2 separate regions of the Mus musculus genome follow, and region 1 is linked to region 2. A link is a contact called in public targeted proximity ligation data. All regions are on one chromosome and are shown on one strand. The core of a region is the stretch at or near the end of the contact, and the rest is flanking DNA. Distances in the headings are between cores, read along the strand shown. Region 1 has its middle 39 kb from the start of Dkk1. Region 2 has its middle 25 kb from the start of Mbl2.

The links.
Region 1: a contact with region 2 is called in a targeted proximity ligation map of extraembryonic endoderm stem cells. A contact is called at or near these places in 1 of 484 Hi-C or Micro-C datasets (extraembryonic endoderm stem cells), 2 of 130 datasets of targeted methods (embryonic stem cells and extraembryonic endoderm stem cells) and 1 of 9 other capture datasets (embryonic stem cells).

Annotation. Positions count from the first base shown.
Region 1 is chr19:30,506,955-30,514,444 of GRCm38.p6, forward strand. No RefSeq gene overlaps it. Among named protein-coding and RNA genes, the nearest start is that of Dkk1, 39 kb to the right of the region's middle.
Region 2 is chr19:30,204,842-30,211,721 of GRCm38.p6, forward strand. No RefSeq gene overlaps it. Among named protein-coding and RNA genes, the nearest start is that of Mbl2, 25 kb to the right of the region's middle.

The DNA.
Region 1 (7,490 bases), core at 1,982-4,481, 300 kb after region 2:
TTTCAAATCTGGCTACTTGAAGCAAGCTGTATTAACTGACCAAGGGTACTACTTATAACCATCTGTAATTTCCCTTGTGTCTGTCTCAAAATATCCAAATGAATAACTGGGTAACATTCACAATTCACAAACAGATACAATGCTCGTCACATTTAGGTTCTGAAATATGTTACAGTTAATTTCAGGAAAGCAAAACCCTTTGATCTTTATGTTCTAACTAAAGGCTGAGCACACGGGAAGCAAAAGATAAGCTTCAACCCTTCTGGTAAATGTAAATGTGTTTTCGTCTGACCGGATGACCCCCTCTTGATAAAAAGGTAGTTGAAACATCTCCCTAAGAAGTGGTGATTTGCATGTGTGTGTGTGTGTGTGTGTGTGTGTGTGTGTGTGTGTGTGTTCTTGGGGTTTGGGTTCAGATAATACAAATCTGACTGTCAACAAATAGTTTACCATTAAACCAACAGGGAAGATTCATTTACATGTTTACATGTTTACATTTTCATTCATTAAAAACCTAGAGAGTAAAAAATCAGCTAAACACAAATCAAACTTACTGTTCAAAAATATTAAGCTCCACCATGGAGTTATAAGGTATATTCAGAAATAATTATAATGTAAGGTAGGAAACGGTACTCAATCTAGGGACAGATTAGAGACCATGGACTCACATGGGAGGACTGGTCACAGACAGTAGAATGGAAGGCTTCCTGGGGGCTTGCATGAAAGTGGAGTTGTGCATGCATGAGTCAGGTTTAAACAAATGTGAGGACATCGTGCTGTAAACTGTATATGTGTCTTTACCTGGAAATCATGGAAATCTGTGCTAGAAATCAAGTCTCTGGTGTTTGACTGAGACACAGAGTGATAGGGCTTGAAAGACAATATGGTGTGTTCAGTCCTGATGGACCCCCGGGCTTGTGGGTGTGAAAGCCTTCAGGACAGGCTACACTTTGAATCGATTCCTCAGATATTATGAAAACACCCAAACCCTGTGAGATGCCATGAATTTTCAAAATGTTTTCAACCAGCAAATTTAAGGATTATTTGTTTAACAAGTAATTTTGGGGCAATGGGATACCCAGAGTAAAACAGATGAATAAACAAAAAAAAGTTAGTTCGTGGTAAAAATGGGTACATTGGGAGGGAATACAATTTTAAAGTCTCTAGGAGAAAAATTGTATAACTTTATTAGCCAATTAATCAATTCTTAAACAAAATTCATGCTAAGTAAAATTTTTAGTTGGTAAATAACGTGATCTAACAATGTAAACATTTTAAATTTAGTATTAAAGGTAAAATAAAAAGACAAATCGTGGAATGAGAGAGAATATTTGCAAATCCATAATAATAATTGGCTTTTCTAACTCAATAAGGCCCATTATAACTAATTTCTCTAAAAAAGAAATGATTGGAGTAGACATTTTATATACTAAGGACTAGCAAACACAAGAAAAGACTTGTTCTCTTTAGTCATCAGGGGAAACCTAACTGGATACATCACAATAAAATGGCTGTTATTGAAAAACAACAATGTTAGTTGAAATGTGAACTAGAGCTTAGTCTCTCTGTGTGTCTCTGTCTCTGTCTCTGTCTGTCTGTCTGTCTGTCTCTCTCTCTCTCTGTGTAGATCAGAGCATGACTTGTGGGTGACGATTTTCCCCTTCCACCATACGGGTATCAACCAGGGATGGAACTCAGGGTTTAAGCTCTGTAAGCATGTGCTTTACCCCATGCATCATATAACTGGCCCTAAACTAGATGTTTTTCTTTTAATTTTTTGAGAAATTCATATACCGGTACATTATATTCACATCATTTCCTCCTGACCCCTCACCTCAATTTCTTTCCAGCTCTCTCTCTCTCTCTCTCTCTCTCTCCCTCTCTCTCTTTCTCAGATTCATGACCTCTTTTGTATAATTAGTAATGTTAGACACATAATTCTCATTCTCAGGTGTATATGGGATTAGGGATGACTGCTTGGGATTGGATAACTTGTGTAGACCCAACTAGTGCATCTACAACACAACCCTATATCAAAGACTCAGGGAACATCGCAGAGAAAGAGATGGAAAGACTGTAAGAGCCAGAAGAGTAGGATTTCTGCTGCAAGAAGTCTTTTAGACATGACATAGAGCTGCACCATGAAATCTCAACTATGTAGTTGCCTAAACTAGACTTACATAATGGTAATACCAGTCCCCATGCTAAGAGGGACGAGGAAACTCACAATTTCCCACCCCTAGATATAGCAGGGACTTTTATAACATTGCTAGAGGGTATAGAAAATATTGCAACCACTTTGGAAGTCTGGCAGCACTAAGATATTTAAATATGTTACCACATGATCTAGCAATGACACTTCTAGGTATATTCCGAATAAAAATAAAAATACATGTCTACACCAAAACTTGTCTCACTGTAGTATAACTCATAACTGATCTAAACGGAAAATAGCCCAAATGTTTATTAACTTGAAGGTGAATTTCAAAACGTAAGAGTTGCAGAGAATGGAAGATTGAAGTCAATACATTCTACAAAGGACTAAATCTCAGAATAATATGATAAATAAAAGACACCAAGATGAATGACTGACTATAAAGCGTATGATACAACTTTTATTAAGTGTACAACACAATCAAATCTATCAACACAGCATCCGTATTAATGTTTACTATGAGAGGAATCAAACACAGTTATTTCTGAGAAGTCTGTACCATTTAGTGGCCCGATAGCACAGTAATAAAGCAAAAAATAATAAAGAAGTAAGGCTTAAAACCATGGATTCATATACTTCTGGATAAAGGACTGTGTTCAGAATACTAGCCCAAGCAAACGATTCTCAAGTTCAGCTACATTTTCTGCTGCAGGGGTGGCATGGAGAGACAGAAGCCACACAAAAAGACAGGGGAGGAGGTAAGAGGAGGGTTAATGAATAGATACTGCAATACTTAGAAGCTCAGTGTGAAGACAGGATAATGCTACTGCTACAGAAGCAAAAGGAGATGAAAGAAACATCATGTTTTTAGCTGTGTAATTATGAAGTAGATAGAACTTGAGAAAGAACTAAACTAAGAGAATAAATGACCTGGACTTCCCATAATTAGTACATTCTGGGCATACTGGATTATATGGTCTAATAGGCTATGCTGCCGCTCTCTAGGTTACTTCAGGTCAACAGAGTGGAAGCAACAATGTAACAAGAAGAATGAGGAGACTGACACTGTGGTAACACTATCAGCTAACTTCTTAGGATACCACGTGTCTAGATGGAATCTCTGAGACCTAGCAAGTTTAGACAGAAGTGGTGTGAGGATTTCCCCCAAGTTTGATAATGAGACACATTTCCCAGCATCTCCTTCCTTACAGTCCTGGGGAGATGAGAGTGTCTCCTCTTCATTCAATTTGCTTACCTGGTAAGCAAAGCAAAGCATTCATTTGGATTTGGGCTAAATGACAAGATGCTGTCAGGGACTTGTGTTTAGCATCAAAGCGGAGAGGAACGCCCAGTCACAGTTCTTTCCGACAGTCTTTCTAGGCCATTGTCATCTCTCCTGTTATCACCACCCCCCACCCCCTCTTGCTTGTTCAGCCATCACCCATTTGTCCACTCCAACTTTTATTCCATTTGTCTTTTACACACTCCCTGTCTGGTTGAGCGCTCCCACTCATGTCTTCAGCAAACACTGGATGAGTCTTGCAAGTAGCTGGTGCCACACTGTAGACTAGGAAGGGAAGGCTAAACAACATAAGAAAGTTCCAACCCCGCAGGGAGTTTGCTAAATATTAACCCAAAGGATACAGGGCAAAAGCAATGGGCTGGCTTCTTTATTGTGTGCATCTAAGCATATCCACAGCGTTATCTCCTCTGATAGCTTTTTGAATGGATACTACGTCTTGTAGGGAAAAAGTGTGGACAGGGTGATCAGGGTTTACAGTTTAATAGTTGTGAATTTAGCTTTGTAGCTGAGTGGAGAATGGTAGAAGAGCATACTCTCTTTTTTTGGAGGGGATTGTTATGAACATGGCTTGCTCAGTTAATGGCAGTAGTGAAGATGTGAGAATTTTATTACTAGCAAAAATACATTCACTAGCTTCTGTAGGGTAAGAAATATTTTGGGCGTAGTTTCTTTCTTTCTTTCTTTCCTTTTTTTTTTTTTTTTTTCTTGTGATTTCAGCGAAATAGGTGTATAGAATAGAGCTCTGACAATAGTAACACAAGGAACGAAATATAAACCTCATATCCCAAAGAGCTGGATTTGACTCTTAGATCTGCCACTGATTTTACCACCTTGCACAAGATAGTGACAGCCCTGGGCCCCTGTTTCTGTATCTGACAAACTTATATAATAATGCCTATCTTCTCTGAATGTTCATGGTTTCAAACACATATGGCATTTTATAAAGTTTTAAACTCTGGGCATAACCATTCATCAAATATAGGTGATAAATATTTTCCTGTCTAGCCCTTTCTTCTTTTGGCAACAACAAAAGGAAGGGACATGAAACACTTTATAATTTTTCTAGACTCAAATCTTGGCTGCATTCTATCTTTCTCAAGATTTATTTATTTATTTATTTTTTGTTTAGTCTACATGTACGTCTGTATCCCATGTGTGTGCTCCTGGTGCCCAGACAGGGGGTCAGAAGAGGACAGTGAATTCTTGGGAACTGGCGTTGCAGACAGTTTGGAGCACTGGGCACTGAATTCAGGCCTTCTAGGAGAGAAGGGCTCAGTCTGCCGAGCCATATCTCATCTCCATTCAGTCTCATTTCTCATTGTTTCTATCAATGGACATTTCTGTTAGTCATGTCTCATGTCCCCATCTTTTAAATCTGTTACAAAATTTGGTTTTTTTTTAACCTAAAAAAACAATTTTCACTTTATCCCATTTCATATCTTTCAAATTACAAAAAGAATATGTTTATTGTAGAATGTAAATATATAAAGATGAATAAATCCAGACTAAACTTTGACATCTCACCTCTTCGAATCATGATTCTCGTGGTATAACCAGAGGTGTGTGTTTCTTGTGGAGACATCTTTTTTTCTGAAAAGAAAATAGTTTAAAACACATTGTTTATCTTACTTTTTAAAATTTAACATTTAATAATATTTGGCACAAATGTATCTTTCCCCACTTTCCTTCCAGGGTTATCTCTTGCTCTTATCAACAGCTAGATGTGTGTGTGTGTGTGTGTGTGTGTGTGTGTGTTTGGGACTAATTAAAGGTTATTAGGGTATTCCAAACACACACACATTGATACACACACACACACACACACACACACACACACACACACATGCACTCACACACACACACACACACACACACACACACACACACACGAATGAATGAATGCAGAACTCAAGAAAGTTAATGTGCAGAAGGACCCAAGTAAGGGTGCTTCAATTCACTTGGGAGGGAGAAGAAAACAATCACAGGAAGCAGAGGGAGGGAGGGATCTGAGGGGAAAAGGAGAGGGGAATGGGAAAAGGGGAACATGATCAGGTATGAGGGGGATGGGAGAATGAATGGAAATATGCAACCTGGGGGTGGGGTGGAAGGTAGGGGGATGCTCTAGAAAATACCAGAGACCTGGGAGGTGAGAGACGCTCAGGACTCAAAGGGAGGGACCTTAGATGAAATGCCCAACAGTGGGGAGAGGGAACTTATAGAGTCCCCTCCAGTAGAAAGACAGGGCATCAAGTGGAGGGATGGGGTTCCACCCCACAGTCAAATACTCTGACCCAGAATTGTTCCTGTCTAAAAGAACTACAGCGACAGAAAGAGAGAGAGAGAGAGAGAGAGAGAGAGAGAGAGAGAGAAGAGAAGAGAAGAGAAGAGAAGAGAAGAGAAGAGAAGAGAAGAGAAGAGAAGAGAAGAGAAGAGAAGAGAAGAGAAGAGAAGAGAAGAGAAGAGACTGAAAGAAAGAAGGTCCAGTCACCAGCTCAACTTGGGATCCATCTTAAGGGGAGTCCCCAAGGCCTGACACTATTACTGATGCTGTGGTGTGCTTACAGACAGGAGCCTAGCATGGCTGCCCTCTGAGCAGCCCAACAAGCAGCTGACAGAGTCAGATGCAGAAACTTACACCCAACCATTGGACTGAAGTCAGGGACCCCTGTGGTTGAATTAGGAAAAGGCTGAAAGAAGCTGAGGAGGAGGTCGACCCCATAGAAGGACCAGCAGTCTCAACTAACTTGGACCCCTGAGATCTCTCAGACAATGGGCCACCAACCAGGCAGCATACAAGAGCTGATCCAGGGCTTCCAACACATATACAGCAGAGGACTGCCTGGTCTGGCCTCAGTGGGAGAAGAAGTGCCAGGGAGTGGGGAAGCTTGGTTGGGGGTGGGGACATGCTCTTGGAGACAGGGGAGAGGAGGACTGGGATGAGGCACTTTGGGAGGGTGGACCAGGTGGGGATAACAACTGAAATGTAAATAAAAGTAATTAAAAAAATTTTAAAATTAATTAAAAAGTAGAGCACAGGAGAAAGAACAGAAGCAGCAACAACAAGAAGAACCCGTTGACAATTACCCAGTGTGGTTATAAAGCTAGGCTTGTTTCTTTATGCTAACTCTTGTTCACATACATCGTTCTTTCTCCTGTCTATGTTCCTTCCGAGCCTCACTATTTCTTGAGGTTAGTGATAACCTTCGATTCATACTCTTATCTTTAGAGGCAGATAGTAAATATACAGAAGCCTTTAGAAAAAGTAACTTAGGTAATGGCTCAATGCCCCAGTGTAGGGGAATGCTGGGGTGGTGAGGCAGGAGTGGGTGGGTGGGAGGGTGGGGGGGGGAGCACTCCAAAGGAAGCAGGGAGAGGGGAGATGGGAGAGGGGAGTTGAGGAGGGGAAACTGGGAAGGGGATAACATTTGAAATGTAAATACATAAAATAACCAATAATTTATAAAGAAAGAGTCCTAACTTTTCAAGTCAAAGAGATTTAGATTCAAATCCTCTGGCTGAAGCTGGGTGAGTGTGTCAATGGGCAAAGCTCTTAAAACAAGAGCGCCAGAGTTTGGATCCCAAGGACTCAAGTAAAAAGGCAGCAACAGCAACATACATCCATACTTTCTGTGCTGGGGAAGCAGGGGGAGCCAGTAGACAAGCTCTAGGTTCAGTGAGGGACCATGTCTCAGACAAACACTCACACACACACACACACACACACACGCACACACACACACACATGCACAACCACATACACACACACACACACACACACACACACACACACACACACACATACACACATGTGGAACAACTGAGGAAGCCCACTAGTGTCCACCTCCAGCCTCTGCATGCAACATTATTGGGTTCAAGAACAGTCAGATTTATCAATGAAGTGAAAAGAGCATAAGGGAGAATCTTAGAGATCTTGGGAATTGAGGAGATCTTCTGACCTTTCTAAATCACTGCTAAGCCTTTGTCCAACCTTTGATGCTCCCAGGGCCTTGTCACTTCCCTTCTGTTTGGGGG
Region 2 (6,880 bases), core at 1,035-3,534:
AGATCAGCCACCCTCTGTCTCGAGCTGGTTTTGGGTTTTGAGAGAGTGGCTCACACTTAATGCCTCGCTCTCGGTGTACTTAAGAAATAGTTGTTGAGGGGCTGGATGGCTCAGCAGTTAGAGCACTTGTTGCTCTTGCACAGGGCCTGGGTTTGGTTCCCAGCACCCACATGCTTGCTAACAACCATTTACAACTCTAGTTCCAAGAGGTCCAACACCCACTGCTGGCTACTGCAGGCACTGCTGGTATTGTGTATCACATACACACATTCAGGCAAAGGACTCGAATATATACAACAATATCAATAAATACAAAAGAAAATTTAAAAAGGAAATTGCTGTTGAAAACATGAACGAGAATAAAGAGAAACGAGATTAAGGATCCATGATCCATTCACTACAGTGAAGCTACAATTACCTCTTGTTTATTTTGCCTCAGTAGAAGATATGCTTATGTGTCTGTATATATGTGAGTATGCATTTACATAAGGACACTTCTAGGTGGGTCCTATTGGGACTGCAAAGCCCTTATTTGCTCTTTGAAAAAGAAGTGCTCAGAACATTGAGTGCTGGACACAAACGTCTCCCCTCATCTCTCTCGTCATGTAGTAATTGCAATTTCAAGTCATTTTCCCTAACTGTGTTTCCAGCTGAGGCATTCCAGATGACCTGAGGGTCTCGAGTTTGTGTGGCCTTATGGGACGACCTGAGCAGGGAGTTTGGGCAGATTCAGCTCATCCTGCCGGAATGCTGCCATCTAGTGTTCGTTTTCACAAACCGCACATGTACCGTTTTGATTTTGGATACCAGATTTACGATTTCAGGACATTGACGTGAGATGGGAACCTGAGCTTACAGCACTGCACAGACCAATCCCTCTCATCAAAATCTTTTGTGTGCTGCAGCTCAGGGGTATAGAGTGCTTGCTTGGCATGCATGAGGCCCAAGATCCAAAACTCTGTTCCTATCCTTCCTCCCCCAATAAAAAATTAATCTGAGGACTGAGGAATTTGTTCAGTGGTAGACCACTCACCAAACATGTGCAAGGACCTGGGATCATTCCAGCACTGGACACCCCCCCCCCAAATACAATAGTCCTTTAGATTGCAATATAGTCTGTTGTCTTGAGATATGTCCCTTTGACTTCTTCAGTTGAAGCCATATCCCATTTTTGCCAGTCACCTACTGCACGGTGGTGGATACTAGACATGTATTTCTGTGCTAGTGTAATCAGTGGACAAGTCACATGAGCACAGGGTGGGTGTTGATCATTTTCCATGCAGAGTGTTTGATCCTCACACTAATCATTCATGGCAGAATAAGTGTTGGCACGGAAGCTGTGGGATTGGAGTCCTGGAGGTCAGCGTCCCACCTCATGCTGTTAGAGGGTGCTTTTCATATGTCATATCAGGGAAGGGAAGGGAGAATCGCATCCAGTCTGCAGGGTGGTGCTGTGCACAGATTGTAATGCATTAGTGATGGACTCCAGTGGGTAATGCCTTCGTGCCACGTTAAAGGAAAGCAATAAAAAAACCACTTCCCCTTGGAGTGGTTTACACAGGAGTGCAGATTTGTATTTTCTAGTTCATGCTCCCTGCCATCCATCTTCTGTCCATCGCTTGTGGGAGTCCGAATCTGGGCCTGCCTGAAGAGTTTGTGAATCTGTGTGTCCCTGTGTCTATGTCTGTGTGTGTGATGTCTGTTGTATGAGCTGTGTGTGTGTGTCTATGGTTCTCTCTTTCTCTACTCTGTCTGTGATATATGCCTTTTTTTTTTTTTTTTTTTTGGTTTTTCGAGACAGGGTTTCTCTGTATAACCCTGGCTGTCCTGGAACTCACTCTGTAGACCAGGCTGGCCTCGAACTCAGAAATCCGCCTGCCTCTGCCTCTCGATTGCTGGGATTAAAGGCGTGCGCCACCACCGCCTGGCTGATATATGTCTTTTAACAAAGGGCTTTGCTCTGTATTGAACAGCAGAGAGGGCATCACATGAGGGAAGGCATGTGGTAGTTCATAGAAATCTTTAACAGAGTTTTACAGAGATTAAGTCGCTGGCTCCAACTGTCCCAACTGACCCAGATAACAAATATCATTGTTTATCCACCAATGCCCCTAGATGGATGGTAGATTTTAGGAAATTTGCTTTCAGTTGATATATTTGCTGCTTTCAGGGAGTTGATACACATGCATTGTTCTGGGTCAGGAGCAAGCAGGAGTACATGACTTAAGATAGCAGCTACACTTTAACTTAGGTTGTAAAAACTGATTATGTGGGAAACTCAAGGCAAGTAAGATTGTTGATACATTGTTCTCTTAAAGGCAGGCTAAACAGTCAGGCTGAGTACACAGTAGGCTAGCAGTCTTAAGTGACTTCAAGGTAAATTATTAACTTTGGCTGTGAGGTCCAGCAAAAGTTCTGGTCTCATAGGATGTAAAAGCTATTGTCAGAATATTGCACTGCCAGTGACAGCCCAGAGTGTTTCTTCAACCTGAAGGTTTCCAGAACCGGGAATGTTCTAGAAAGCCAAACACTGGACTATGGGAGACTCGGCAGCCGTTGTGTAGCTGTGAAGCCAGGGAGAGGGCCTGAGTCTTTTCTATGATGCTCCTGTTTGCCCGCCTTCCCCAACCACCCACACTCAGATTTGCCCTCTGTCACTTTGCTTGTTCACTCAGGCCCATCACCATGTGGGCAGCTCAGCTTTCTGTCAACTTGACACAAGTTAGAGTCATCTGGGAAGAGAGACCCTCAACGGAGAAAATGCCCTCATAAGATTGTTCTGTAGGCAAATGTGTGGGGGCACTTTCTTAATTAATGATTGATATAGGTGGGCCCAGTGGCCCACTGCCCTCAGCAAGTGGTCCTAGGTTGTATAAGAAAGCCTTTTTAGCAAGACATGGGGAGAAAGCCATTAAGCAATGTTTCCCCCCATGATCTGTTTCAGGTTCTGCCTTCAGGTTCAGGCCTCTAGTCCCTGCCCACTTCCTGATGATGGACTGTAACCTTTAAGCCAAACAAGCCCATTCCTCCCTAGGCTGCTTGTGGTCATGGTGTTCATCACAGCAATAGGAAGCAAACTAAGACACTGTGTGACAGTCCCTATTCACAGTGTGGGGCCAGAGCCTATTGCCCTTACCATTCCTGAAATCCTCTTGTGGCAGAGCCTTGCTCCATGACTTTTGGGCACTCAGGTCAGAAAGTGCACAACTCAGATGTTTCCACCTCTTTGTAGCAAACCCACAGCAGCTGTGGCATGGGGGGCAAGCAGAGAACTCACTAACAGCCAGGGACCAGTAGGCGTTTAAAACACAAGCTTGACAGCTGGGATTGAAGTGAGGCTAGGAAGTCACTGGGGTCTGGACACAGCATCTGTACTGCAGAAACCTTGGGGCATTTGGCTGAAGTACCTGTTCATGAGAGGAGCCTGAGGTGCACAGATGGTTCCATTTGAAGGCTCTAGGCACATAGGAAAGAAACACCCTTCCCCACTGGAGTTCAGTTCCAAATGAGACCCAGATAGACACCACCAGACAGACAGGCAGCATTGCTGAACTGCTTCCCTGGGTAAAGAATGCTACACAGACACAGAGCCCTGGCTTATGAGGGACAAGCTGAGGTTGTATAATTCATAATGAGCCTCAAAGTTACAGGGTGGGGGAGGTGAGTGGTGGGTCTCATGATCCAGCACAGCCCTCTAAACCCAGCCTTCATCTCTACTTCCCTCCACTCCTCTAGGCTGTACTGACCATATTCTATGTCTCTCCTGGAGTCTCTTCAGCATCGTCTTTGCCTGGAGCATTCTTTTTTTTTTTTTTTTTTTTTTTTTTTTTTTTTTTTTTTTCCTAATCACTTTATCTACTTTGCTCAAGTCTCATTCTTTCAAAGAGGCCTACCCTGAAGATTTTGTTCAACTCTGCTACCAATGCCCTGTTCAACCTGGGGTTAACTGGTCAAGGTTTTGCCATTGCTGGTAGGAATCATAGCCATACCTGTTACAATGAGATTTAAAGATCTTATTGTCACCAAAAGGGGTGGAGGTCCTTCAGTAGATGGAGCCGGTTGTGTGTATGTGTGCAGCAGAGGTATGTCAACACGTTATACCTGACGTGAACTATAATCAAGTCCACATATCCATAATTTTTTTTTTTTTTGGTTTTGGTTTTGTTTTGTTTTTTTTTTTTTTTTTTTTTTTTTGGTTTTTCGAGACAGGGTTTCTCTGTGTAGCCCTGGCTGTCCTGGAACTCACTCTGTAGACCAGGCTCCCTCGAACTCAGAAATCCGCTTGCCTCTGCCTCCCAAGTGCTGGGATTAAAGGCGTGCACCACCACGCCCAGCTCCTTTCTTTCCTTAAGAAAGGGATTTGTTGCCTTGAATGGTGACACATGCCTTTAGTCCCAGTGCTCAGGAAACAGAGGCAGGCAAATCTCTGAGTTTGAAGGCAGCCTACTCTACAGAGTGAGTTCCAGGATAGCCGGGGGTGTACAGAGAAATCTTGTCTCGAGAAACCAAGAAACGAACAGAAAAAAAAAACATAAACAAAACTGCTAGTTTATTTCATACAAATGTTTACACTCTGCAGTTCACAGGAACAGAGACAAAAAGCTTTTCCAACCAAATGAATTCATTCTTTTTCCTCTCCTTTGCTTTGTGGGAATTTATAAAAGAACAGATGTGTATCTATAAAGAATGAATGAGTGATTCAAGGGAAATTCGTCAGTCTTATGACAGCCATAAGCATTATTTAAATTTCTAACATCCTTCATCTCCTGCCACGTTAAAAATATTCATGTTTATTCAATGTTGTCAAATTGGGCTGATGTTTTTATAAAGCTGCCGCTGCCTAACCTTTCAATGTAAATTACCTAAAGCTTCACGGGTAGGCAACACCTGGAAGGTCTTTGCTACAGATATTGTTCAATCCCTCTGAGTTTTCTGAATGCACAGTATGGGGCTTTGATTGTCAACATTTGAAAAAGTGCCCATAAATGTGTGCTTTTCTTTCTGGGTATTCACTTCTATTCCATTGATCAACCTGTCTGTCTCTGTACCAAAACTGTGCAGGTTTTTTTTTTGTTTGTTTGTTTTGGTTTTTTTTTTTGTTGTTGTTTGTTTGTTTGTTTGTTTGTTTTATCACTATTGCTCTGTAGTACTGCTTGAGGTCAGGGATGGCGATTCCTCCCAGAAATTCTTTTATTGTTAAGAATAGTTTTTGCTATCCTGGGTTTTTTGTTTTTCCATATGAAATTGAGCATTGCTCTTCCCATATGTTTGAAGAATTGGGTTGGGACTTTGATGGGGATTGCACTGAGTCTGTAGATTGCCTTTGGTAGGACGGCCATCTTTACTGTTAGTGCTGCCAATCCATGAGCATGGGAGATCTCTCCATTTTCTGAGGTCTTCGTTAATTTCTTTCTTGAGAGACTTGAAGTTCTTGTCATACAGACCTTTCACTTGTTTGGTTAGAGTCACACCAAGATATTTTATATTATTTGTGATTATTGTGAAGGTGTTGTTTCTCTATTTTCTTTCTCAACCTGTTTATCATTTGTATAAACAAAGGCTACTGATTTTTTTTTTTTTTTGAGTTTTATATCCAGGCACTTTGCTGAAGTTGTTTATCAGCTGTAGAAGTTCTCTGGTAGAATTTTTGGGGTCGCTTATGTATACTATCATATCATCTGCAAATAGGGTCACCTTGACTTCTTTGCCAATTTGTCTCTTTGATCTCTTTTTTGTTGTCTAATTGCTCTGGCTAGAACTTTGAGTCCTATTTTGAGAGTAGGCATCCTTGTCTTGTCCCTGATTTTAGTGGGATTGCTTCAAGTATCTCTCCATTTAATTTGATATTGGCTGTTGGTTTGCTGTTTATTGCTTTTATTATATTTAGGTATGCACCTTGACTTCCTGATCTCTCTAATACTTTTATCATGAACGGGTGTTGTATTTTGTCAAATGCTTTTTGAGCATCTGATGAGATGATCATGTGATTTTTTTCTTAGAATTTGTTTATATAGTAGATTTTCATATATTATATTTCATATATGGATTTTCATATATTGAACCATCCCTGCATCCCTGGAATGAAGCCTACTTATTCATGGTGAATGATTGTTGGGGGAGGGGAAGACTAGGAGTGAAGAAGCCCTGAGGGCCAGGAGAATGAATGGAAATATGCAACCTCAGAGGTGGGGGGACCCTCTAGAATGTACCAGAGACCTGGGAGGTGAGAGGCTCTCAGGACTCAAGGGCAGGGACCTTAGATGAAATGCCCAACAGGGGGAAGAGGGAATTTACAGAATCCACCTCCAGTAGAAAGACAGGGTATCAAGTGGAGGGATGGTGTTGCCATCCCACAGTCAAAAACTCTGACCCAGAATTGTTCCTGCCTAAAAGAACTGCAGGGACAAAAATGGAGAAGAGACTGAGGGAGAGGAGGTCCAGTGACAGCCCAACTTGGGATCCAGCTCAAGGCATGGTTCCAAGGCCTGACACTATTACTAATTCTATCATGTGCTTACAGACAGGAGCCTAGCATGGCTGCCCTCCAAGAGGCCCAACAAGCAGCTGAAAGAGTCAGATGCAGATATTTACACCCAACCAATGGCCTGAAGTCAGACCCCGTAGGAAGACCAGCAGTCTCAACTGACCCAGACCCCTGAGATCTCTCAGACACTGAGCCACAGATCAGGCAGCATACACCAGCTGATATGAGACTCTCAGCATAAACAGCAGAGGACTGCCTGGTTGGGCCTCAGTGAGAGAGGAAGCACCTAACCCTTGAAAGTCTTGGGGCCCCAGGGAATGGGGAGGCCTGGTGGGGGTGGAGTGGGAAGTGGGGACATCTTGGGGAGGGGAGAGAATGGAATGAGGGCAGAACAAG